2 separate regions of the Sus scrofa genome follow, and region 1 is linked to region 2. A link is a contact called in public HiChIP or PLAC-seq data. All regions are on one chromosome and are shown on one strand. Each heading gives the region's core, a stretch centred on a gene start, on an enhancer-like site or on the middle of the called end of the contact. The rest is flanking DNA. Distances are from core to core; before and after follow the strand shown.

What was found. HiChIP or PLAC-seq counts read pairs in DNA pulled down with a chosen protein or histone mark.
Region 1: a contact with region 2 is called in an H3K27ac HiChIP or PLAC-seq map of skeletal muscle. The contact joins two enhancer-like sites. A contact is called at or near these places in 19 of 47 Hi-C or Micro-C datasets (adipose tissue, alveolar macrophages, blood and 10 more) and 2 of 2 datasets of contacts at active chromatin or transcription factors (alveolar macrophages and skeletal muscle).

Annotation. Positions count from the first base shown.
Region 1 is chr7:100,199,943-100,206,262 of Sscrofa11.1, forward strand. No RefSeq gene overlaps it. Among named protein-coding and RNA genes, the nearest start is that of ZDHHC22, 22 kb to the right of the region's middle. Within about 2 kb of position 4,054, at least 20 of the 83 cell types and tissues checked have an H3K27ac peak or open chromatin away from gene starts, as enhancers often do. A contact at or near this core is called in skeletal muscle, where this site is marked.
Region 2 is chr7:100,003,737-100,010,275 of Sscrofa11.1, forward strand. No RefSeq gene overlaps it. Among named protein-coding and RNA genes, the nearest start is that of LRRC74A, 32 kb to the left of the region's middle. Within about 2 kb of position 1,550, at least 25 of the 83 cell types and tissues checked have an H3K27ac peak or open chromatin away from gene starts, as enhancers often do. A contact at or near this core is called in skeletal muscle, where this site is marked.

The sequences.
Region 1 (6,320 bases), core at 2,804-5,303, 200 kb after region 2:
AAGAATTATTGGCCCTAAAGGAGAGAATTGTGGAGTTAAATCTAATTATGTCCTTTCCTAGTCATCTGCAAATAGCACTTTCATGTGAAGTGAACGACATAACAGCTTTTATATTGGAGAGAGTATGTCAATTTGCTTTTATTTCATTCCAAATTTCTCTCCCCACTACCCTTTAAAATTTTCCTCCTGGCCCCCCACTCCCTTTACCTCCCCTGAATCTGAGTGGTGCCACAGCAGCTCTGCCCTGCACGCCATGCCAGGAAGCTTCCCTTTTGGCAGAGAGGATGTTTCTGCGTGTGTTGTAAGGAGCCCTTAGGCTGGTTTAACATCATTTTAACGGTAGAGAGTCATACACTCTGTGGCTGTGGTGGTGCTTTGTGAGGACCTGACTCTGGTCCCAGCAAGGTCTGGGTACCACCTTTCATCTCCCCCCCACCCCCACCCCGGAGGAGCGATTAGAGAGGAGCAGAGGTCTGCCTGGTGAGCACCATCTGGGTGACTGGGAGGAAGAGGCAGCAGGAAGCAGCTTTATCTCCATTTCCTGTATCATCGGGAAGGGGGGTAATCTTTGCTGTCCACTTGACATCCTGAGATTAAGGTGAAGTACTAAAAAATGCTGTTTCTAAAGGGTTTTATTTTTTATTTATTTATTTATTTTGTCTTCTTGCTATTTCTTGGGCCGCTCCCGCGGCATATGGAGATTCCCAGGCTAGGGGTCTAATTGGAGCTGTAGCCACTGGCCTACACCAGAGCCACAGCAACACAGGATCTGAGCCGCATCTGCAACCTACACCACAGCTCACGGCAACGCCAGATCGTTAACCCACTGAGCAAGGGCAGGGACCGAACCCGCAACCTTATGGTTCCTAGTCGGATTCGTTAACCACTGCGCCACGACGGGAACCCCTCTAAAGGGTTTTAAATTGCTCCACAGAGCAGGGCATCCTCCCTGCGCAACAAACCCGGCGGTGGGGTTCAGGTGACGGCATCCACCCCTGAAGGGTTGTCATTTGCTTGGGACAGTTAAGGCTACCTTCTACCAAAATCTGACAGCTGACAGGAGGAGAGCAGACTTCAACCCAGCCTTTGACTGGTCTGGAAGGAGGGACTCAGTGGGTCCATGGACTCCTGTGACCACTGTGACTTTTTTCCCTCTTAGAATTCTTCCTTCATTCCTATAACACGTGGCTTTCCTATCTCTTTCTGAAGGATGGTTATGCAAGACATTAGAGAATTGCTTGAAAGAACAGTCTGTGTGGTTCCTGCCTCAAATGACAGCATCTGGAGGAGATGAAAAGAAAGAGAAAAGCCTGTGGAGTAACACAGTGAGTGGGTAGAAGCTGTAAGGAAATGAAAGGGAAGGAAAACTGCAAGCAGGGTCCCGAGGCCAGCCCGCGTGAGGGCCCTGGTCAGGTCGAACGATGAGCGAAGCCTTCAGGATGGCTGGGGAGCATGAGAGTAAAAATAGCTGCCTTTCATTTTCCTAAAGCCTCACTTTATCTCAGGAATTGCAGTGGCCTTGGAGGACTGCTCAGGAATTCTGGTAAATGTCTCTAACAGCGGCGGGTCAGGGCTTCCGTTCTCCGGGGGCACCTCAAGCCTTTGGCCGATGGCTGGGCAGATGGTAGTGCTTGGCCTGGAGCCCATCCTCCGCCTGGGGCTGAGAGCACGGCCGAAAAACTCAGAGCTGCTACTAGTAGTTGACAGTAAGACCATAATAATACCCCTCCAGAGATCTGGGCTGGAATGACCCCTGATACAAATTCTTAAGGCCCCCCTCTAGAGTCAGGGGAAGAGAAGAAGCTTAAAGATACCCACAAGTAAAAACCTGCCCCCTTGGTAGGCCCTGCGTGCTATTTAACAGAGGCTGGAGAGCCTGGTTCCGGAGGTCAGGTGCCCCCCCCCCCCGCCCCGAGAATGATTAATTCTGACTCCCCTCTGTTTCTTCAGAAGGCTTCTGGGCTTCCCGCCTGTCACTGGGCTCCTCAGGAAATGCAAATGAGAGTTCACTTAAGCAAAACCCACAGAGGAAGGGCAGTGAACCAGCCAAACCAACAGTGCAGGATACCCGCGGCTGACAAGGTCGTCACAGGCTTGGTTCAGACAGTAGGCTTTCACTGGTGGTCCTGGCACGCCGAGCAGGCCCAGGATAACTGCAGGGTGGAAACCTTTTTTTTTTTTTTCTTTTAAAGCCTTCAAGCCAATGCTTGTCTAGTCAAGATGTATTTACAAGTTTGTGCTGCTTGCATTCTTGAAGCATTTTCTGAGGCTCAGTTATGCTACAAAGCCCCTAACTAGTCAGTCACCAGTGTTGCCAGTTGTGCTAGTCAGGTCAGGCTCAGTGACAGGACAGGCCTCCCTGCAGGGGATTGGGAAATGTGGCAGAGCATGTGCCTGCTGGTAAATGTCTCCGTCGCATTGGTTTTTTTTTTTTTTTTTTTTTTTTTAATCAAAGGGCAAAGTGCTTGGGGACCCACAGAGGTGATCAGGGACCTGACAGCACAGGTCAGCCCCACAGGAGGTCCCACTTTGGGGACCTTTAGAATTCTCAAAAGGGGGTGTTCCCATCATGGCTCAGTGGAAACGAATTTGACTAGCATCCAAGAGGACACAGGTTTGATCCCTGGCCCCGCTCAGTGGGTTAAGGATCGGGCATTGCCGTAGGCTGGGGTGTAGGTCACAGACATGGCTCGGATCCCGCATGGCTGTGGCTGTGGCTGTGGCTGTGGCGTAGGCCAGCGGCTACAGCTCTGATTCGACCCCTGGCCTGGGAACCTCTGTATGGGAACCTCACTCTTTTTAGGGTGTGGCCCTAAAACAGACCAAAAAAAAAAAATTCTCAAAAGTGATCCTCACTTCTCAGATTTTCACTCACCACACCCCCCCTAAATTTTATATATTCTTAAACCCTGATCATTTCCACTCTTGAAAGTGTTACTGTTTCCTGAAGCTTTTCTGACAGAGACATTGTCATTGTTACTTAAGAGTAACAAATACATAAAGTTATGAACACACTCATGTCCCAGGTGCTGACCTCGTTGGAGGGCATGAAATGGTGAATGAAACAGACATGGTCCTTGCTTCTGTTCTAATGGGAGGATAGCAACCACCATCCATTAGTCAATCACTTCTTTGATGGTTTGGGTCTCACCAGTTCTCGTACATCCAGAGTTGGGTGTGTCAGCCTGGGCGAGGTGATAGGGCAGACTCACCTCTACTTTTATTTCAGAATTAACATTTTGATAACCTTTGGTTTTAGGTCTTGCTCATCCTTTGATTAGGGCAAGAGTCCTTCGCATTAAACCGCTAGTTGAGAACAGAAGTGTTGATAGGGGCACAATATATAAATTAATTGATAATGGAGTTTCCATCATGGCTCGGTGGTTAACGAATCCGACTAGGACCCATGAGGTTTCAGGTTCGATCCCTAGCCTCACTTAGTGGGTTAAGGATCCTGCGTTGCCCTGAGCTGTGGTGTAGGTCGCACACTCCACTTGGATCCTGCCTTGCTGTGGCTGTGGTGTAGGCCGGCGGCTACAGCTCCGATTCGACCCCTAGCCTGGGAACCTCCATATGCCGCAGGTGCGACCCTTAAAAAAAAAAGACAAAAGATAAATTAGTTGATAAGTTCACTCCATCAGCCAGCACACAGAGAGTTCTAGGGAGCAGGCCATCCTGTCTGGTGACACTTTCAGACTCTGGGCTCACACACCACAGCACCTGCTCTCCTTTCCTCAGCCTCCCCGTAGCTGCTGCCAGAAGCATTTGCACAACCTCAAGTTTTGCACCATAGGCACCTCGCCTGCCTCACCCTAGGTCCAACCCTAGCAGCACCCAACACTTCCTGAGGCCCAGGGCCTACAGAAAGGCACATGTGGTCCCCGGCCTTGGAGCCCTCACAGCTGAGCCCGGAGATGTGACTCATGGGGAGAGTGGCAACACAAGCTAGTGTGGCCCAAAGCCAACTACAGACCAGAGCTGCAGGAGCTCTCCAAGACCTCGAAAGGAACACATGGCGAGGTGAGATTGGAGCTCAGCCTTGGCACCGGCTGGAGTTTAGAGAGGTGGAGAGGAAGGGGAAGAGCATTTCAGCCAAAGGAAAGCGTGAGGAGAGGCATCATGGTGAGATGGAAATATGGCTTCATATCTGGATCTGGTTTCTGTGTGATCCTGGCAAGTTACATAACCTCCCTGAGCTTCAGATCCTCATTTGTTAGGTTGCTGTCGAGTCTAAAAGGTTCTTGTGCCGTAAGGTGAAACGTGTCTAGTTCAGTGGCCCCAGCTAAGGGGTGCACAGGAAGCGGTAATCCTAAAATCATTACTGCCAGTGAAGCAGTTTGCAATTGGAGGGATGAGTATGGGGCCAGCGGAGCTGCCTTCAGTCCGGGGCCAGCCTTTCACGTAGCACCGAAGAGGCAGTGAGCAGCAATCAGCCCAGCTCCCTGCCAGCCCCCACACCCTGCTGCACCCAAATGGAGCCTCTCCTTAGTACACACCCTGCACAGTCCTTGGCAAGCCCAGCACCCTCTCCCAGCCCATCCTAGGCCTCACTCCTTTTTAGGGCTATCCAGCCAGGGCATGGGGAGCTATCGAGGACTCAGTATTGATTGCAGGCCCCACCCTGGCCAGGATCTTTAATCTCTGGCCCAGCCTCCTAGCTGGTGACTCAGCCTCCAGTATCTGCAAATGCTGTCCCCCACACCTGTGCTGGGTGAACTTCTCCAAACCCTTTTGCGTGTGTTACTGCCCTCCACAGGCACCTCTAGGGCAGCAAGTCTAGCCTCAGCTGTATGGGAAGCTCTTAAAATCCTGATGCCCAGACCACACCCCAGACCAATTCTGTCAGATTCTCTGAGAGGTAGGAGCCCCACCCCTTCCCCACCACCATCAGTAATTAAAGGTTCTCAGAGGATTGCAAATGTGCAGCCACAACTGGGAACGAGGGCAGTGCCTCCCCATTGTGGGATTGGGCTTGGGACTGGCAAGGAGGAGAAGGGACTAGCCCTGTACCGTGCCGTAAGTGTGATTGGTAGCACTGTCACCCCTGGGAGCTTGTCAGAAATGCAGAATCATAGGCCCAGCTGATTCTGAATCTGCATTTTTACCAGGTTTGCAGGTGATTTCCACACACTGTCAAATTTGAGCAGCACTGGCACCAGCTTTTACTAGACGCTTGCAGTGGTCCATGTGTGGTGCCAGGTATGTACACACACCCTCTCATTCCATCCTCAGAGCGCTCAGCTCTTAGCATCCCCTCTGACAAGTACGAAAACACCTGCCATTCATTCAGCAAATTCTTACTAACTACTATGAGAGAAAGAAGCTCTGAGCTAGGGTCTGGGGATCAAAATGAGTGCTTCCGGTGTTCCCGTTGTGGCTAGTGGAACGGAATCTGACGAGCATCCATGAGGACACAGGTTCGATCCCTGGCCCCACTCAGTGGATTAAGGATCTCGTGTTGCCATGAGCTGTGGTGAAGTTGGCAGATGCGGCTCGGATCTGGCATCGCTGTGGCTGTGGTGTAGGCCAGCAGCGATAGCTCCGATTTGACCCCTAGCCTGGGAACCTCCATATGCTGCGGGTGTAGCCCTAAAAAGACAAAAAAAAAAAAAAAAAAAAAAAAAAAGTGCTCTGTGCTGGATAATCGCCCAGAAGCCCGTAGGGTTTGATGTCTCGGTCATCACTTAACAGCTCTGTGTTCCTGGGCAACTTTCTCAGCGTCTCCGAGCTCTGCTTTACTCTTGTGCTGATCTGGGCTGTGCTGGTGATTCACTGACTTTCCCTAAGCCAAGTACTCACCAGAAGGCCTGGATCTAGTATGAGCTCAAGAATGGTTACTATTGTTACAAGTAATAATACCAGCAGGTTGTGGAGAGGAGGTGGGGGTGGGCTGGGGGAGAGGGACGTCAGGCCACGGTGGTGCCTGAGAGGGCGGCAGAGCTAAGAGCGGGGTTGTGGGTTCTAAGCGCCAAGAACCTCCCAGGAGGTGGTGAGTGCGGGAGGGGCCGGGTGTAGACCAGGCTGCCCTGTCCTACTCCCTGGCCCTGTTTCTCTGGATCGGGCCTGCTCTCCCCACTTTTCAGGAGAGCAGATGAATCAGACCACTATCAGCAGCACGAATCTGAGTCCAGCTCTCGCGCTTTGTATTCTGAAACCCACTGTGGCTCTGCGGAGTTAGAAACCCAGCAGCCCCTCCAGACTTGGCCTTGGTTAACCCAGGTCCTCGCCTGCACCTTACCTTGTCTTGCGGAGCAAGGGCGCCCCCTTTCGGCGAAACTGGGTCACGGCAGCAGGCCCTGGCAGGCTCCAGGGATGCCAAG
Region 2 (6,539 bases), core at 300-2,799:
CCAGGTCCAGCGACCCTCCAGCTTTGCAGACAGGGGCACATGGCCATCAAGAGGCAGAGCTGGGGTCTCAAGATGCAAGTGGGGAGCTCTTGTGGGCACCTCCTAATTCCCCTCAGGGGATCCCCTCACTCCAGCTTGGTTAGTTCTGGTCGAAAAGCAGGGTTGTCATCATTATTGTTGCATGAATTTTTAATTTTCATTTTTTGTGACAAATGATGTAAAAATTCTAAATCCACTGATGTATAGTAAGGAGAAAGTGAAGGTCCTGCTTTACCTTATCCCCATGGTTCCCTCTGCTCCCAGAGTGCACGTGTGCACAACGGCAGGTGCACATTTTTAAAGCTTTTCCCATGTACTTGCCGTCAAGTGTGTGTGTGTGTGTGTGTGCATGCATATGCGTATGTTCTATAATTGTTAAAAACATGGGCTCTGGGACCAGGCTACCTGAGTTCCAATCCCAGCTCCGCTCCTATGGAACCTTGGCTAATTAACCTAGCCTCCCTGGGCCTCAGTTTCCCCATCTGTGTTATGGGATGAATAAAAGTTCCTACAGTGCTGGGAGCTTTTGAGGATTAAATGAGTTAATGCTTGTGAAGCATTTAGAACACTACCTGGCATGTGATTGGCTTAGAGTACAAATGTCTTTCACTATGTTATTTTACACACACACACACACACACACACAGAGTTTCTTATTTATCATAAGTAGAATCACACTGTCGCGTTCCCCTGAACTGCTTGGCTTTACAGCATGTCTTGGCGAACTGTCCGTGTTGGTGCGTTTAGATCTAGTTCAGTCTTTTTAGCTGCCACATGGCATTTCATTGTGCAGAAAGAAGTCTCATGTTTAAATCTCATTTTATGGACGTGTAAGTTATTTCCAATGTTCTGTTACTACAAATAATAATCACCAGCATTCTTTTGCATGTGGTGTTTGCACACATACGACTCTCTAATGTGGGCTTGGCAGAGTGGACCCAGGATGAGCTGATGCACATTCTGAATTTAAATCTGCTGCCAGAGCCTTGCAGGCAACGTAAACCCGTCCGCATCCCCGTGCTGACGCTGAACCTCACCACGTTCAGTGCTCTGCCAGGATGAGAGACGGGTTCACAAATGGTCTCACTTGGATTCAAGGCTGTCTAAACACGCTCGTGGATCAGCTGTGAGGCTGCCTTGGCGCTCAGTGTTATCCTCTTACCTTTCAAACCAGTTTCTTGAAAATGGCGAAGTCATAGCAACAAGTCTGGTCTGGAAAGCAGTCTCGGCGACAGAGAACTGGCACGTCGGCTGGTGGCTGGGAGGAGGCGGAGAGCTGGCTGAAACCTTGGCAGACAGACAGACACCAAGGCCAGGGCTGTGAGCAAGCCAATAAAGTCTGGCTTGGGACCTCGGGCTGCTGGTGGCGTGCCCTTCCCCTCTGGTTTGAGGGGACATGTCCTTGGTGGCCTCGTTAGAGCCACGAAGACAAACTGGGGAGACGTGGGGTTGCCAGGAGGCAGGAAAGGAGCAGGGGGAGGATGTCAGTGCATAAGAGCAGTCAGCACAGAGCTGGCTCTTCAACTGTGTTGAGGGGAGTGCCCGAGACACTGGAGGCCATGGCAGAGGGAACAGACGCTCAGGAAATGGGGACAGGGGCCTTTAGAAGCAAATACCGGGGGTCATGTGGAGAGAACCGGGGACAGGAGACAGAGAGCGCTGGCATCCAGCCATGGCCTTGGTACAACCCCTGGCCACCTTGGAGCCTCATGCTTCCGCCTGAAAAAGTGGAACAGCTGAAAAAAAGGATGCCCATCTGTTCCAGGAACCCACCATTCTGTGGTTCTTTGTAAAATTCCTTAGAAAATGGGGGCAGGGGGCCATGAGGAGCTTAGCAGAAGAAGAGCAGGTTTAGCCAAGCTCAGCGTACACGGAGCAGATCAGGGGAATGGGGACCTTCAAGGGCTGTGATTAATGTTGTCATTTGTGGGATAAACAAGGGCAGGAACTCTCTTGTACACCTCTGAAGCACCTGCACAGTGCCTGCTCATAGTAGGTGCTCAATAAAAATTATCTGTGAAATTGAATTCACCTGGTAATTGTTTGGGGCAAATGGTGGAAAGCTGGGAGAGTTTGGGGGTACCGAGGACACTGCAGAGCACCCACAAAGTGCTGGAATGGCATCTAGGAATTGAGGCACCAGCCTTTGGGTCCCCCCCCCCTTTTTTTTTTTTGCCCAATGCCTCTGGTATGGGGAAGTTCCCAGGCCAGGGATCCAATCCATGCCACAGCAGTGACCCGAGCTGCTGCCAGGACAACCACCAGACACTGAACCCGCTGTGCCGCAAGAGAATGCCTCACTGGTTTTTCACCGAGGGTGGGGTGATGTTGAGCCCTCTCTGCATGTGTGGCAAGATCATTATTTGAAATAATCTCTGTCCCCCTCCCCATGGCATATTTTCCTCTCCCTCCCCTTATTCAAGGTCCTAGCCTGAAGTTGAATGTCCATTAAATGGATGGTATACGGGCTCAGAGTCAAAGTTAGATGATGAAAAGAAAAGAAGGAAATGCAGTAAGGAGCTTGTAGGCTGAAACTCACACCCGCCCTTCCCATCAGGTATATAGATGTCTTTGCTCTGACTCCCCAAATAAATTAGATCCCCTGAAGTCAGGGAGCATGTCTCTTTAGGCGATTATAATCCATAAAATCCTCCACCAAGCCCATGCTCATACTGAGCATCTAATAATCCCTGATGCAGTATGGAACCCTGAAGATTATGAGACTATGAAGTACCAAATTATGTTATGGGCTATAGGTTTGGAATCAATAAAAAGGGCAATGTTTTCTCAAGACTTTTATTCATCTTTTGCATAAAAAGCACATTTTTTTATCAAATGTTAGTTTTCGTTTGGATAGTTTTGGAGGAATGGTGAGGGTATGGAGAAGCCAAAATCTCCCCCACCCCTTTGGACCTTCCAGGCCACCCCTTGACACTTGCCATCCCCCATGGCGCAGGCACCCCCAAAACCTGACCTGCTCAGCCCTGGAACCTGCCCAATGGTGGAGTAATTCCTACATGCGGCCACTAGGTGTCAGGTCAGCTCCAAAAGTCCACTTGAGAGCTGTGCTGGATCTGATCAGATGGCTTTGCAGTCCTCGCCTCGCGCTTTCCCTGATCTGCCAAACTTCCGCCCCCGAGGAGTCTGGCAGGAAATCTGAGCTCCAAAGCGTTCAGCAGCCTGACACGTGAGCAGACCTGTCCTAAGTTCTGTGTCCTCATTGTGAATCATCGCTACCCGCTCCCTTGCACCCTCGCTCTGAGGAAGAAAATCTGGTGCTCAGTACAAGCTCCAGAAACATCGAGCCCCCTCCCCCAGCCAGCCCGCCTTGGGGCTGGGCGAGACCAGTGTTAAGGAACACTGCACAAGGAACACACCCGCTGATAATGGGCTGACTCCTGCTTTATCATGTGAGGAGGCTGGCAGGCAGGAGACCTGCAGGAGCTGAAGACCAAGGTGGAGGGAGAGCAGAGGCTGTCAGGTCAAAGATGCCCCAGAGGCATTGGCCTGTACCAGCACTGAAGGGGGTTTGCCGCAGGGCAGGGGAATGGCACCCCGGGCGTGCCCGCCTTCCACGCCCAACTCCGTCTGGCTTTGTGCACTAACTCTGCATCTTCACAGAGACTCCTTTGCGGTGAAGTCTGTTACCATCCCCATTTCAAAGCTGGGGAATTGCAGGCAGGGAGAAGCATCTCACTCAGAGCCTTCTGCTACTAAGCAGCATGGCTGAGATTCGGACCCTGGCAGTATGACTCTGACTCCCTGAGGTCTTAACCACTGCGCTTCTCTGTCCCTCTGTAGCTCCCTCGCAGCTTTGTGTCTACAAGCGGAAGTTTAAATGTGCCTTCTCTGTTTATATCCTTTCTGCAACAAACAGAGGCATACTTCAATTCATAAGCAAGCATGAGCTCCAGGCCAGGCTGGACCAGCCAGTGGGGAGGAAGCAAAGGGAGAGATGATGATGCTGTATTGTGGCTGAATTCTCAAGTTCAGGTTGATGTGCCCTCCCTGCCCCTTGCATTCTCCAAGGGGAGATGGGAAGGAAGAGTGTGGAAAATCTCTTGAAGTGGTTAAGCATGCGAATTCTGGCATTCGACAGTTCTCAGTTTGAATTCTGTCTGGTTTGAGCTAGGCACTAATCTCCCTGAATCTCAATTTCCTTTTCTGTAAATAGGGGTGATAATGGAGTTCCCTTCGTGGCGCAGTGGTAAACGAATATGACTGGGAACCATGAGGTTGCAGGTTCGGTCCCTGCCCTTGCTCAGTGGGTTAACGATCTGGCGTTGCCATGAGCTGTGGTGTAGGTTGCAGATGTGACTCAGAGCCTGTGTTGCTGTGGCTCTGGCATAGGCTGGCGGCTACAGCTCCGATGAGACCCCTAGCCTGGGAACCTCCATATGCCGCGGGAGCAGCCCAAAGAAATAGCAAAAAGACAAAAATAAATAAATAAATAAATAAATAAATAAATATAAATAGGGGTGATAATGGTACCTTTCTGCATAGAGTTGCCCAGGCCTGGGGCTCAGGCCTGGCCTCGTTACAGTGGAGTTCCTCTCCTAAGAGGGAGGGGGTGTGGGGAGTTGCAGGCCCAGTGGGATACATTAATGGCCAAACTGAGCAGCCATGGGTTTTTTCCCCTTTTTTGGCCTCCCCTCGGTATGTAGAGTTCTCCAGCCAGGGATCTGAGCTGTAGTTTCTACCTACCTTGCAGCTGAGGCAACTCCAGATCCTATAACCCACCGCACCACCACAGGGGATTGAACCCGCATCCTGGCTCTGCAGAGATGCCTTCGATCCTGTTGTGTGGCCATCTTTTGAAACACCCAAGTACGGGGTCTTTGAAACGCCATGGGAGACATTCCAAGGCTTAAACCTTAAGACCTGAATCCAAGGCTTAAGACCTGAGTGAAATCAAAAGAATTTCTCCAGAATCTTAAAAATTGGAGGTGGTGGGAAGGCGGGGGCCATCTGCACTGTGTAGGCCATTCAGGGGACACAGTGGACACCTGGACTTTTCCGTGGCTGCTGGAGTCTGAACCCCCTTCCTGGGCTGGGGGTGTCCCTGGAAGGGACAGCTGGGACTTGCAGCTGGGATGTGGGCGCATGCCCACACCAGACACGGACTCCCTCAGCTCGGGTTAGGAGCCAGCAACCAAAGAAGTAAAGAGTACAGAGAACTCCTTTGCCGCTTGGCCGAGCCCCCAAGCAGTGGTGGTGGCGATGCTGGTGGGATGGTTCTGGGTGCTGGGCCTTCAGGTCAGCGGTGCCCACTTCAGCCTCCGGTGTGTGGCCATGGTGGCAGCTGCAGTGTCCTCAGGCGACCAACCTGCCTTGTCAAGTGAGGCCTTGGGATCGGTTTTGTTTGGTTTTGTTTTAAACAAAAGAAAACAATGATTGGCAAGGCAAGCCTGTGTCCTAAACACTGGCTGCCGACCAGTAGACTTGATCTAGAGGAAAGGAAGAGCTCTCCTTCGGGAAGCAGACATCCTGGAGGAAAAGGGCAGTGTGGGGGTGGGGGCGGCTCTCTGGGGCTCAGAATTGCCTTTTAAGGGGGGGACAGTGGTATGACCCCTGGAGGGCTGTTTTGTTGTTTTGCCACTTCTTAGGGAGTCTGTGGGTGAATTGGGGTGAGGCTGCCTGGCGGGCTGCTGCTTGACCAGGATGAATGAGACTAGCTCTTGTGTGGGCCTCTGTGTGTTAACAGTATAATCAAGAGCATGACAGGTCTTTTTCCCAGTTCCTGGCACAGGCTTTAGAAACCCTCAGAATTTCTTGAGTGACAGGAGTGTTGTCTTTATGCTAATAAGGTGACTCAGATTGGGGCCCTAGAAGGCTAGACCAATCACGTGAGCAGATGTTGGAACTTTCAGCCAATAGGAGCACAGGGGGGTGGAGTCTGTGTTCTCTTATTAGCCCCAGTTCAATCAGTCCTGAGTGATGAAGCCCCAGTGAAAATGCTGAACCCTGAGGCTCAGTGGAGGCTTCCCGGGAGATGACTTCCCCCGACTCCAAGGGGCGAGGGCATAGGAGCTCTGCCCTCCCTCTCATATCTTGCCCTGCGAATCTCTTACCTTGGGCTGCTCACGAGTCATATCCTTTATAATGAAATTGCTATCATTTTTTTGAGAGAGTTCTATAGGTCACACAGTGAATTATCAAATCTAAGGGGTCATAGAAACCCTCTGCTTTGTAGCTGGCTTGTCAGAAATGCAGGTGTCCTGGGGAGGGGGCTGAGACTTTAACCTGTGGAATCTGATGTTAACTCCAGGAGGTTAGCGTCAGAATTGCACTGCAGTTTCACCCCAGGCGGTGTTATCCCAGGTGCAGTGGAAATGGAACACGTGTACAAAAAAATCATGCTCACATTTGAATCACAGGACGTGATATGTGTATGCAAGGGTGTCCATGCTCAACAGAAACGGCTCTCCCAGGTACTAACCCCCACCTGCCTGCTTTCAATACAGCCCCTCCCAGCCAGCCCCTCTCTCCCGGCTGTACCT